Linked DNA regions of Mus musculus: regions 1, 2 and 3 are each linked to region 4. A link is a contact called in public HiChIP or PLAC-seq and promoter capture Hi-C data. All regions are on one chromosome and are shown on one strand. Each heading gives the region's core, a stretch centred on a gene start, on an enhancer-like site or on the middle of the called end of the contact. The rest is flanking DNA. Distances are from core to core; before and after follow the strand shown.

Region 1 (2,700 bases), core at 87-2,586, 820 kb before region 4:
CTCTAGGCCAGGTGTCTCCCAGAATAAGGCTTTCTGGGAGGAGGCGGGAGAAGCCCAATGCATACTCCCATTGGCCTTCCACATTCTCTTCCCTTGGGTCTCTCCTGTAACCTGCATGGATCCATCCTACTGAACCCCTTACATTATTTGAAAGTGACATTCCAGGGAGAGGTGGTCAGCCTCCATGTCTAGGTTTTGGAATTTCTCTCTGATTCGGAATGCTCAAGCAGAGGCGGCTAGAGGCGTCTTTTGTGCCTCTCATTGTGGTAAGAGCACAGCATTTATGATGTAAACCATTTGTAATTCTACAAGCACATGGCCTGAAATGAACCAGCAATGTTGAGTGACGCCCACTACTATCTATACTCAAAACGTTCCATCATCCGCAATTAAATCTGTACCTGTTAAATAGTCCAAAATCCCAGCCATCTCCATCGCCTGGCAATGATCACCACCCACTCTGGATTGCCTTTGAACTTGTAGGTTCTAGATGCCTCATAGTAGTGGGACCCTCCTGAACTGAACCTAGATGCTTCAGTCCTTCTCCAAGCTTGGCATGCACACTCAGTTATACCTCCTTTTCCCGTGGAATCATGGGTGCCATCCCTTCTTCCCTTTAAAGCCCACAGATCTGCCACAGTAGTCAAGAGCAGGCAGGGGGGCCATCCTTGGAGCTTACCCCCCAGGCTGGGACACCGTTAAGAACCCAAGGAAGCTGCCCCCTCGCCGCTGTGGGGCGCCACGGAGCCCAGACCCGGAGGAGTGCGCGGCCCTCAGGGACCCGAGGACCAGGTCCTGTCTGATTGGTACTGCTTGGGAATCAGACGCTGAGTACAACAGGCAACAAGTGGGCTACTCTGGAGTTCAGAGCTTTGGGCCAGCGATGGTGGAGAGGGGATCCGCCCTGACTCTTTCCCAGACTTTTCCCGCCCACTTGGACGCAAAAGGTGGCGAATGCCACCCAGGGGTGGCAGGGTGGCCTTGGGGGGCACCAAAGGGAAGGTCTGCGCCACAGAAATCTGGAGAAGGAGCAACGGGACTGCCGCACGAACCGCACCCCAACCCTTCCCCGTCAAGCACGGATCCCCTGGCCTGTCCCGATTCCTAAAGAGGGCACACTGCTCCCTGTCATTCCGGAACCCCGACGTCACCGCAGTCCCTTGTCGCGCCCCCAACTCACCGGGCACGGGCGTCTGGACACAGTGGCGGGCTGCGCGTGGGGCGAGGCGCCGGCTGTTTTGAAGCTTGGGGCTGGGACTGCGCGGCGTCCTCCGCCCTCCGGGCTGCCGAGCCTCCTCCCTGCCGCCCTCTCCCTAGCCCGCCTCCCTGCCCGCCCGTGATGTCAGGAGCCGCCGATCCAGGGGGCGGGACCACGGGAGGCCGGGCGCCCCCCCCCCCCCCACCTCCCCTTGCTGGGCCGTCCAGCAGCACTCTGTAAAGTTCGAGGGAGCTGGAAGTCTCCTGCTGGGATCATCGCTGCCCTTCTCATCTCTGCCGCCCCTCTTCTCCTGACTGCAGGGTCAGGACCCTGAGATTTCCACTTCTTTCCGAGCAGCCCTCTCTGTCTCTTACTAATTTAGCTGGTTGTTAATCTCTCCTGCCTCAGTTTCCTATGATAGAAAAGGAAGGCGTGGCGGGACCTTGTCCTGAGGCCTAAAGGCCACACTCGGTGCCTCCTGGAGAGGCTGAGTTGATATGAGCCAAGCCATAACTGAAAAATCAATTCCTTCCCCGAAGTAAGACCACCATAAGGACCAGTCTTAAGATTCCTTCAAGCCTGGCCAGGCCTGAGAAGTTTGATATAGAGGATCCAAGTTGTGATCTCAATTGGGCATTGTATCCTTGCTTTCTCTTTTTCTTTTCTTAAGCACTTTTAATCTCTCTCTCTCTCTCTCTCTCTCTCTCTCTCTCCCCTCTCTCTCTCCTCTCTCTCCTCTCTCTCTCTCTCTCCCCTCTCTCCCCTCTCTCCTCTCTCTCCTCTCTCTCTCTCTCTCTCCCCCCTCTCTCCTCTCTCTCCTCTCTCTCCTCTCTCTCTCTCTCTCCCCTCTCTCCTCTCTCTCCTCTCTCTCTCTCTCTCCCCCCTCTCCTCTCTCCTCTCTCTCTCTCCCCTCTCCCCTCCTCTCTCTCTCCCCCCCTCTCCTCTCTCTCCTCTCTCTCTCTCTCTCCCCTCTCTCTCCTCTCTCTCCCCCCCCTCTCTCTCCTCACTCTCTCTCTCCCCCCCCTCTCCTCTCTCTCCTCTCTCTCTCTCTCCCCTCTCTCTCTCCTCTCTCTCTCTCTCCCCCCCTCTCTCCTCTCTCTCCTCTCTCTCTCTCCCCTCTCTCTCCTCTCTCTCCTCTCTCTCTCTCTCTCTCTCTCCCCCCCTCTCTCTCTCCTCACTCTCTCTCTCTCCCCCTCTCTCTCTCCTCTCTCTCTCTCTCCTCACTCTCTCTCCCCCCCCCCTCTCTCTGTGTGTGTGTGTGTGTGTGCACGCGCGCATGCACTTTGAAGAGCTGATTTTCTCCTTCCTTCTTGGCAATGCTCCTGAGGATCACCAGGCCACCAGGCTTGGACAGCAAGTGCCTTCACCTGTCAGAGCCTTCTTGCCACATCAGTTATTTCTGTTTTCAGTATTTTTTTAATTACATTTGTTCACTTACTTATTTGCTTGTGTGTATGGAGAGCACACATGGAGAGCAGAGAGAACCTTCCACTGTATAGATC
Region 2 (2,700 bases), core at 173-2,672, 530 kb before region 4:
GGCTGCTGGTTTTGCCTAAGGAACAACTAGGAATTAGTTGGCTAACCCAACCTTCCCAGCTCCCTTCCTGGAATCCCACATGGGCCTGTCGTAGTGGCAGAAGGCAAGACTGACAGCCTAGTCGGTTGGATAGAGGGGTCTCCGGGGCCTTGATCTGCTTTGTCCTTTAGAAGTCTCTGTAAGAATGAAGTGGAACCTGGCCTCACTCTTGACTTTCTCTGGGATATTGAAACATGAATCCTAGTTTTTGTCTTGAGCCACATTGTAGTTTCGGGTAAGTTGAAATTCTACAGCACACGTCCACCTATAGAGGGTCTTTCTGATTCTCAGCCTGAGGCTGTTACAGTAAAATTTCCCATGTGACATGGGAAAGATTCTGCTTGTGACACATTAGCAGCCCAGATCATGATGGAAGGCAGTAAAATGGGAAAGATTCTGCTTGTGACACATTAGCAGCCCAGATCATGATGGAAGGCAGAGGCATAGAGATACACTCTGGGCCTATACCATCAACAGTTTCTCTAGACCTTTCTTCCTTTCTCTGTTCCTGGTATGTATCTGTGTTCGTGTCTGAGCATATAGACCACAACACACATGTTGAGACTGTTGAGATCAGAGGACAAGGTTAGTGTCTGTCCTTACCCTCCACTCTGTGAGACAGGCTTTCATGTTTTGCCGCTGTGTATACCAGGCAGGCTGGATTGCTGGGGGTTCTCCTGCCCCTGCCTTATTTCGTGATGGGAGCATGGGGATGTGAGCTGGCAGTGTTAAGGGTGCCTGTCTTGTGTATCTATCACTGTCTCCAGAACTCTTTGCATCTTGCAAAACTGAGGGATTCAAACTCTGGTCCCCACACTTGCATGACAACTGTTTTACCTATGAGCCATCTCCCCAGCCCAGCAGGGTTCATTTTCAGAGTGTAAGCATGTGGGCCAATGAGAAAGAGACTTGGTAGCTCCCCTCCCTTCCCCCCATTATGTAGTGGGGAGATTTTTGCCTGTGCCTTTCATACAGACTTAACAAGAGAAGCATAGAGCTCAGGGAGGGCAAATCCTCTAAAAGCCGTATGCCCAGAAAAATCACTGTGTTCAGGAGAGGTACCAATGAGCAAAGAAGGGGACATACTCCAGCCAGCCCCTGCTATTGCCCTAGCCAATTTCACCTTAAAACACTGTTCCAGAGTCAGCCAATCACAGCCCTCTGTGGTTACCTAGGTAACTGGCAGCATATCTTTCCCCTTCCCTTGACCTTCCTATGAAGGCCTGCCTTTCTCCCTCCCTCTCTATTGTCTGTCTGTTTGTGGTTTCTGGAACAGAGAATCCAGATTGAAGAAATCCTTGAATTGTGAAGTCAAAGACTTCTGGGATGTGGTGCCTGCCGTTTCCCCAGAGAGCACTTCATCTACCAGATATGACTCCTCCTAGGCGAGTCAGGGAGTTAGTACTATCAGAGGATGGGGGAATTCCAGGATATGGCCAGAGTTGTCACATCAAGAAATCAATGTCTTTGTGTCCTGACCTTCTCGGTTCTCCCAGTACTGTCATCACTTATGTGGTATGTAGAAGATGAAGATGCCCTTGCCTGCTTTTGGTTCCTGTCTGTCTTTTCTCTTCCTACTTCATCCTTCTCCTCTTCTTCTTTTATTTCTTTTTTATTGTGGTAAGATTCTGGCAAATGAACCCTCACTACTTTGAAGCATACGAGTCAGCAGTGCTAAGGGTTCCATCTTGTGTGTCCATTGCCATCATTTCCAGAACTCTTTGGTATCCTGAGACTCTACCTGTGAAACAACTCTCATTCTCCCTGCCCCCACCCACTGCAGCCATCATTCTCTGCCTGTTGTCATGGCACAGCTGCTCTTCTGTACAGATCCTTATAAGATCCTACAGGAGCTGAGGACATAGCCCAGGCGGTAACAGGCTTGCTCAGCTTAACCTCCAGAAGCCCTGTATTTTATTTTATTTTATTTTATTTTTTATTTTATTTTATAAAATGGCACACTTGTAACTCCAGCACCAAAGAGAGAGAGAGAGAAAGGGAGAGAGAGAGAGAACCTGAGGAGAACCAACACTCGGGGTTGTCCTCTGGTATATGCACTTGAGTCACACACACATACACACACACACACACACACACACACACACACACACACACAGAGGATAGTTACTCCTCCATAACTGTGACAAAGTACCATGAAGGCCTTATTTGTGTTTATGGTTCCAGAAGGTTAAGAGTGCTCTGAGGGTCTCACATTGTGATTCACGGTAAGAGGCCAAAAGCGCTAACTTTTGAAATCTCAAAGCCCAGCCCCAATGATAGACTTCCTCCAAAAGGCCACTTCATCTCAACCTACCCAAACAGCCAAACTAGGAAGATTTAAACTACCTTTTGTTAAGTGTGGGGAGATTTCATTATAAATTCAAATAAAAGTAATTAATAAATACCTAAAATGAAGAGATAAACAATGAATTTGGATTAAGCCAGAGCCACATTATGAAGTAGGAATGGGACTAGAAAACCCTGTTCAACCCCTGTTTAGTTAGGCCACCCCAGCTGTATACTCCGATTTAGTGCTACGGGCAAGGCACCCAGAGCTGCACCCAGAGCTGCAGTAGATTTCATGGGAAGTTACAGCTTCCCAGGCTGGAATAAAGCTAGAAGAAGAAAGATACAACAGTTCTTGAAGATGATTCTCCTGAG
Region 3 (2,700 bases), core at 77-2,576, 560 kb before region 4:
GTTCCTGAAAACGCTTTCATTAAAGCTCAACAACCACACTGTCCATTTCTTTTACAATGAGGTGAGTGGCGCCCAGCAAGTGTATGTGTCAAGCTAGTCCAAGCGTGGAGGCCTTTGCTCTACAAAGCACTTTCCTAAGCACAGACTTTGGCATACTTAAATAAAATTTTTTGTTTTAAAATATGTGGTGTGTGTGTGTGTGTGTGTGTGTGTGTGCGTGTGCGTGCACAGGGGCATGTGTTCAAGTGTGTACATGTGTGTTCTGGGTTTGTGGGGCCAAGCAAGGGCTATAAAATTCCTACTTTGTCCCTCTCTGGTTTGTTCTTTTGGATCTCTTCCTGGACCAGGAGCTTGTTTGCATTTTGCAGGTAGGCTGGCAGCCAGCAAACCTCGTTTGCCTCCATGGTGGGGTTAGAGGCATGCCAGGCCAGGCCAGGCTTGTTAGGTGAGTGCTGGGACTGGCATTCTGGTCCTCAGAACTGGTTAGGAGGCGTTTTCAACCGCTGAATCCCACAAACTTTTTTCTTTTTTCTTCTTTTCCTTTTGATTTTTGAGACAGGGTTTCTCTGTGTAACCTCTGCTGTCTAGGCACTCATGCTGTAGACCAGGCTGGCCTCAAACTCATGGAGAACCACCTGCCCCTGTTCCCGAGTGCTGGGACTAAAGGTGTGCACCACCACACCTGACACAAACTTTTTTCTTTAATTGAACAAATTTTCTTGCTATTTTAATGTAAACTTCAGGTTAACTTGGCAGGGAGGAAAATGTCCAGAGGTTACCTTGTTGGAAACAGCAGAAACTCCATTTAGGTACAGCTTTTCTGCTCCTTGCAGTGTGACAAGAGAACTTCCAGGCCTCTCTGAGCCCCCTCCTTTGAGAAATGAGGTGAAACTATATACCTGGCTCTGGGTTTCAGGGACTCACTAGATGAGATTCCATCTTCAGAGTTGTGAGAAGTGATAAACTGGCACAGCTGTCCTTGAGGGGTCAGGTCCCTCACAGTCCTGGGAGAGCTACTCTTATAGCGCCAAGGAGCTTGAGATTAAGGTCAGTTTAGCTCACATGCTTAAAGTACAAATGGCAGCTGCGCTCTGCCTCACTGTAGGAAGGGCCCAGGGTTTTCCAGCTTCCTGCTCAGTAACTGCAGCTGGCATCTGCTCAAGGCTTGGTTCCATGTGGCCGTGTGATTGCCGATGCTCCAGATATCACTCAATCACATGCTGTTGTCAGAATTTCTGATACCATTTCCTCTCTCGTATCCCTTCTGAGAGAACTTTCTCAGAAAAGTCTGAGAATTCGCCCTCAGACTTCTCCCCATGTCCCACTGATTAGAGTTGCACCAGTCTCTTCAGTGTGTTGGACTTCAGGCTTGGCTGACTAGAGCTATTTTACTCAGTGCCCCAAGAGGCTGATGTCCTCTGGAGGCTGGAATGTGGCTGGAGGGTCTGCTTCACTGTCGTGGTGGTTAGCTGAATCTGGTTGTGCGTGGGAGACCACAGCTCCTGTTCAGGGGCCTCTTCCCAGGGCTGACCAGCATCCTTCCAGCCAACTTCCCTAGAGTGAGTCACCCAGCAGACCACGGTAAGCAGTGATGCCATCCATGCCAGCCTCGTGCCACTCACACTCACTCACTCACATACACTTACTCCTAGCATACTCTTTGGTCACACAGGCATGATCTGCCTCTGTGGGCGGATCCAGCATGAGTGTGACACAGGTGGTGAACATGTTTGGGGACTGCCTTGGAAGCTAGATGTCATACAGCCAGCTGCATGTCATTTGTGTGGCAGATATCACCTGAGTGGTTGTCCCACATGCTCAAAGCCTGTTTTTGAAGTCAGACCACAATCCCAAACTTTCTGAGTTTGGGCAAAAACCATCAACTCTTGTTGTATGGCAACAGTGAACCTTGATTTTCATGATTCATTAGTCTCTCAGAAGAAAATGCTAGCCAAGGGCCAAAAACATGAATGCACTTGAGAAAATAACATGATAGACTCCTGTCCCTGCCACATAGTAGGTGCTTGATAAACATGTCCAGGGAACAGCTTTCACCCAAAGGCTCTCCCATGTGGAAGAAAACCCAGACCAGAGTGAGGGACAGAGTATTTTTTGCTCAGGTGCCTTCTGAGTCGTAGTGGGAGGGCAGAAGTCATGGGTCTGGAAGAGCTGGACATCCCAGAAGCCTTGAGGATTTTTTGGTTTTTGTCTGTGTTTGTCTGAGCCAGATTAGTAGTTTCCACTTTTTAGATTCATACTTGATTGCTGGTCCTCAAAATGGAATTGCCCTTATAATTGCCCTGTTGTTATTTTGTGTATCCTGCTCCATTCCAGGAAGGGCTAGCTTAGAGGATCTCTGTCTACCATCCCCTCTCCTGAGCCACTCACACAGACTGGGTCCCTGAACGATATAGGAACATTGGCCACAGGAGGACAGCAAAGTACACTGCCAGGGCATTTTTGCTCCATCCTCTCAGGCTAAGGCAGTGTGAGTCTTGTTCTGAACCATTTAATTGTTTCTCTTTGTCCCCTTTTAACAGCAGAAGACTCCTAAGACCCTCTGCCTCCCTGATAATGCTACACTTTTAGTATTTCCAAATGGAGAATGGTATAACAGCCAAGACATGCTTGAACCTACTCCAACTTGGTCTTTAATCAACCAGGTCTGACGTAAATAACTAGCACTATTCTCCATGCACT
Region 4 (2,700 bases), core at 17-2,516:
CTAAAACTCCTAATTTTTGGCCCATCTTGACCTCAGGGATCTCATATTGTGTTCATTACACTCAATCTGTGCCCACATAAATCTCCCTCTGGACAGAAGTGCCAAGAGGATATGTCAAGTGATAACAGATTTTATAAACTGCAATGTCAAATGATATACTGATGATCTGAGGCAAGGAGTATAATTGAAATATAAACTTTGTATCTATCTACACAATTTTCTGAAAAGATGCACATTAGCTTCCATTCTTCCTAAACTCCAGCCTACTCAGGCCTTTTCCAAGTTTCACAAAAAGACCAAGCTTGCTCAGACTCCAGATCTTTGCACTTAACTGTTTTGTAATAGCTCTTACCCCAGCTCTTCCACCTCTGCCCCTTCCTTTCCTTGTGTAAGTGGCTAATGCCATTTTCCTATGAAGGCCCTTTCTGCCCTACCCAACCTCATCCTTCTATTCCCTGCATAGCACTTATTAAGGTCTCTGAAGTGTTTGTTTATTGTATATCATCACTTCAATGAGAACTCCAGGGAACGGGGATTTTTGTCTTCAGCATTAACGGGTGCTCAGTACAAACGTGCACTGTCAGTATATCAAAGGCTTGCCTGGATTCCCAAAAGCGACTAAGACCCCTAAATGGCTTGTGAATCATCACACTGCAAGCATTAAGGAAAATGGAATGAATTAAAACTGAGCATTATAGCCTGAGCAAGAATTGACATGTGCACCCCGAGAGACCCCAACAGGTGAGAAGCAGCTCAGAAACAGGGCCAAACGCCCTCGGTACATAATTGATATAGAGCAGCACCCTGGAAACGCCTCCACGCCGAACTAGGAGAGTGGGGGACCGCGGCCGCCGGGAAGGTCAAGCCTGTGGTCGCAGGCAAGGTCAGGCTCGACTTCCCCGAGGAAGACAAACAACCCTCGACCCCGGAGGCCCCGAGCTGGCCCCGCGCAGCCGGGGTGGCATAGCTCTGGCCGCGGAGCCTGAGTCCCGGCAGCCTCACCTGCAAGTGAACTTGAGGGCGAAGAGCAGGGCGCAGCCGAGAGCCACGGCCCCGCACAGCAGCTCTGGCCGCTGGCGCGCCATAAGCGAGGCGCCGCGCAAGCCGCGGCGGATCCGGCCCTCCAAGGACGCCGCCGCCCCGGCAGGGCTGAGGGAGCCTGAGCCCTTGGGGCCGCCACCCTCGTCCTCGGCGTCCTCGCTGTTGTTCCCGCCGCCGCCGCCGCGGCCTCCGCATTCCGACATTACATGCTCCCCGTGGCCGGCTTTATACCGTCGCTGCCGCCACCTCGGGCCCGGGGACCCGGCCCCGCACGTCACTCCCGGACCTCGCAGCCAGCGGCGCTCACTAACCCGGACTCTCCACGTCAGCCACACTTCAGAGATGCCCCGCCCTCCGACTCGGAGCCTGCGCGAATGCCGGCTTCCCGCGAAGCCACGCCCTTTGGGGGCCACGCCCTCGAGCCCATGGAGTCTGCGCGGGTGCTCGCAGCACTCGCGGCCGCGTCAGCCTTCCACCGGTCCCGCCTCTCTTGTAGCGACTCTGCGCAGGCTTGCAGTCACTCAAGCTAGACCTTGTCCTTCATTCACTGCGCTGACGCTACATCCTCGCGTCCGGAAGCTAGTTGGTGGTGTCTCCTTAGCGAGTCCTTCCGTTGGTCGGCCCTTCCGGGTACTGTTAGGGCTCAGATTGTCGCTAGTGCGTCAACACTGTTGACAGACCCTTCAGGACATGGGTGCAGTTTGTTATCTCTGCTTTTCAGAAAGTGGGGCGGGGAGGCCTCGTGCAGAGGCGAGAAGGACTGGAGGACACAGTAATAAAACGGAGACCGGGCTGCTCTGTAATGGGGTAGTAATAACGCTGCATGCCTTCTGCTTCAGTTTCTGCTTGCAGGATTCTACCTTGACTTCCTTCAATGATGGTAAAGTGTAACCAAAACAAACCCTTCCCTCCCCAAGTAGCTTTTGTTCATGTGTTTATTACAACAGTAGAAACCTTGAGACAAGTACTGATAAGTGGTAATTACATTCAACAAAAGAACCCAGCTCTAAGTAAAAGGATGGATGTATATTGTGTAATCCCATTTCTATGACCCATGCTTGATGGGCAAATCCACAGAAACATAGCAGACGTGATTAAAGTTTGGAAAGTATTGGAGTCAGGACATTGTCTGCCTCACGCCTCCAAGCAATAAGAATGCAAGGCCAGCCTAAGATACAGGGTGAATTATCTTCATTTTTCCTCCCAAAATTAGGTTTATATGAGTTGTGTATAATTTTTTAAACCAGGCTTAGTGGCACACAACTGTGGTCCCAACCACTCGAGAAAACCAGAGGACCACTTGTACCAGGACTGCATAGAGTTTTCAAGGCCAGACTATGAAATTTAGCAAGGCCCTATTTCAAAATAAAGTTTTGGTTGGGGCTGGAGACAAGGCTCAGTAGTAAGAATACTGCTGTTGCAGAAAACCCAAGTTTGGTTCTAAATTACAGGTAGTGAACTACCTCATACTTCAGGTAATCTGATGTCCTCCAAGGTACACACACATATAATTAAAAATAAAATCTTTTTGTAAAGTTGGTAGGGAGGGCAAAATAATCTAGATCAAATGTTTCCTATGTGGGGCTGGAGAGATTGCTCAGTGATTAAAAGAGCACTGGTTGTTCTAGAAGACCAGTGTTCAATTCCCAGCATCCACAC

The links. Promoter capture Hi-C pulls out the DNA fragments that hold promoters and counts their contacts. HiChIP or PLAC-seq counts read pairs in DNA pulled down with a chosen protein or histone mark.
Region 1: a contact with region 4 is called in a promoter capture Hi-C map of liver, with 6 times the contacts expected there. The contact joins the promoter of Emp2 here to the promoter of Txndc11 in region 4. A contact is called at or near these places in 3 of 39 promoter capture datasets (hippocampal neurons, liver and stem cell-derived epiblast-like cells).
Region 2: a promoter capture Hi-C map of embryonic stem cells shows a contact between it and region 4, with 2.6 times the contacts expected there. The contact joins the enhancer-like site here to the promoter of Txndc11 in region 4. A contact is called at or near these places in 8 of 39 promoter capture datasets (the 3T3-L1 cell line, the C10 cell line, cranial neural crest and 5 more), 1 of 484 Hi-C or Micro-C datasets (bone marrow-derived macrophages) and 4 of 115 datasets of contacts at active chromatin or transcription factors (the SCID.adh cell line, large pre-B cells, memory CD8 T cells and 1 more).
Region 3: an H3K4me3 HiChIP or PLAC-seq map of the SCID.adh cell line shows a contact between it and region 4, with 10 read pairs. The contact joins the enhancer-like site here to the promoter of Txndc11 in region 4. A contact is called at or near these places in 19 of 39 promoter capture datasets (the 3T3-L1 cell line, 3T3-L1-derived adipocytes, the C10 cell line and 12 more), 4 of 484 Hi-C or Micro-C datasets (the 3T3-L1 cell line, LSK cells, bone marrow-derived macrophages and 1 more) and 7 of 115 datasets of contacts at active chromatin or transcription factors (the SCID.adh cell line, bone marrow-derived macrophages, double positive thymocytes and 4 more).

The regions. Positions count from the first base shown.
Region 1 is chr16:10,312,632-10,315,331 of GRCm38.p6, forward strand. It overlaps Emp2 (epithelial membrane protein 2), which reads right to left and starts at 1,337. Exons shown (of 5, transcript NM_007929.2): 1 at 1,181-1,337.
Region 2 is chr16:10,599,164-10,601,863 of GRCm38.p6, forward strand. All of the region lies in intron 10 of Clec16a (C-type lectin domain family 16, member A), which reads left to right. Among named protein-coding and RNA genes, the nearest start is that of Clec16a, 55 kb to the left of the region's middle. Within about 2 kb of position 1,423, at least 30 of the 459 cell types and tissues checked have an H3K27ac peak or open chromatin away from gene starts, as enhancers often do. A contact at or near this core is called in embryonic stem cells, where this site is marked.
Region 3 is chr16:10,568,470-10,571,169 of GRCm38.p6, forward strand. Clec16a (C-type lectin domain family 16, member A) reads left to right here. Exons shown (of 23, transcript NM_001204229.1): 4 at 1-61. Among named protein-coding and RNA genes, the nearest start is that of Clec16a, 24 kb to the left of the region's middle. Within about 2 kb of position 1,327, at least 39 of the 459 cell types and tissues checked have an H3K27ac peak or open chromatin away from gene starts, as enhancers often do. A contact at or near this core is called in the SCID.adh cell line and bone marrow-derived macrophages, where this site is marked.
Region 4 is chr16:11,133,266-11,135,965 of GRCm38.p6, forward strand. It overlaps Txndc11 (thioredoxin domain containing 11), which reads right to left and starts at 1,267. Exons shown (of 12, transcript NM_029582.2): 1 at 1,003-1,267. The coding sequence starts at 1,244.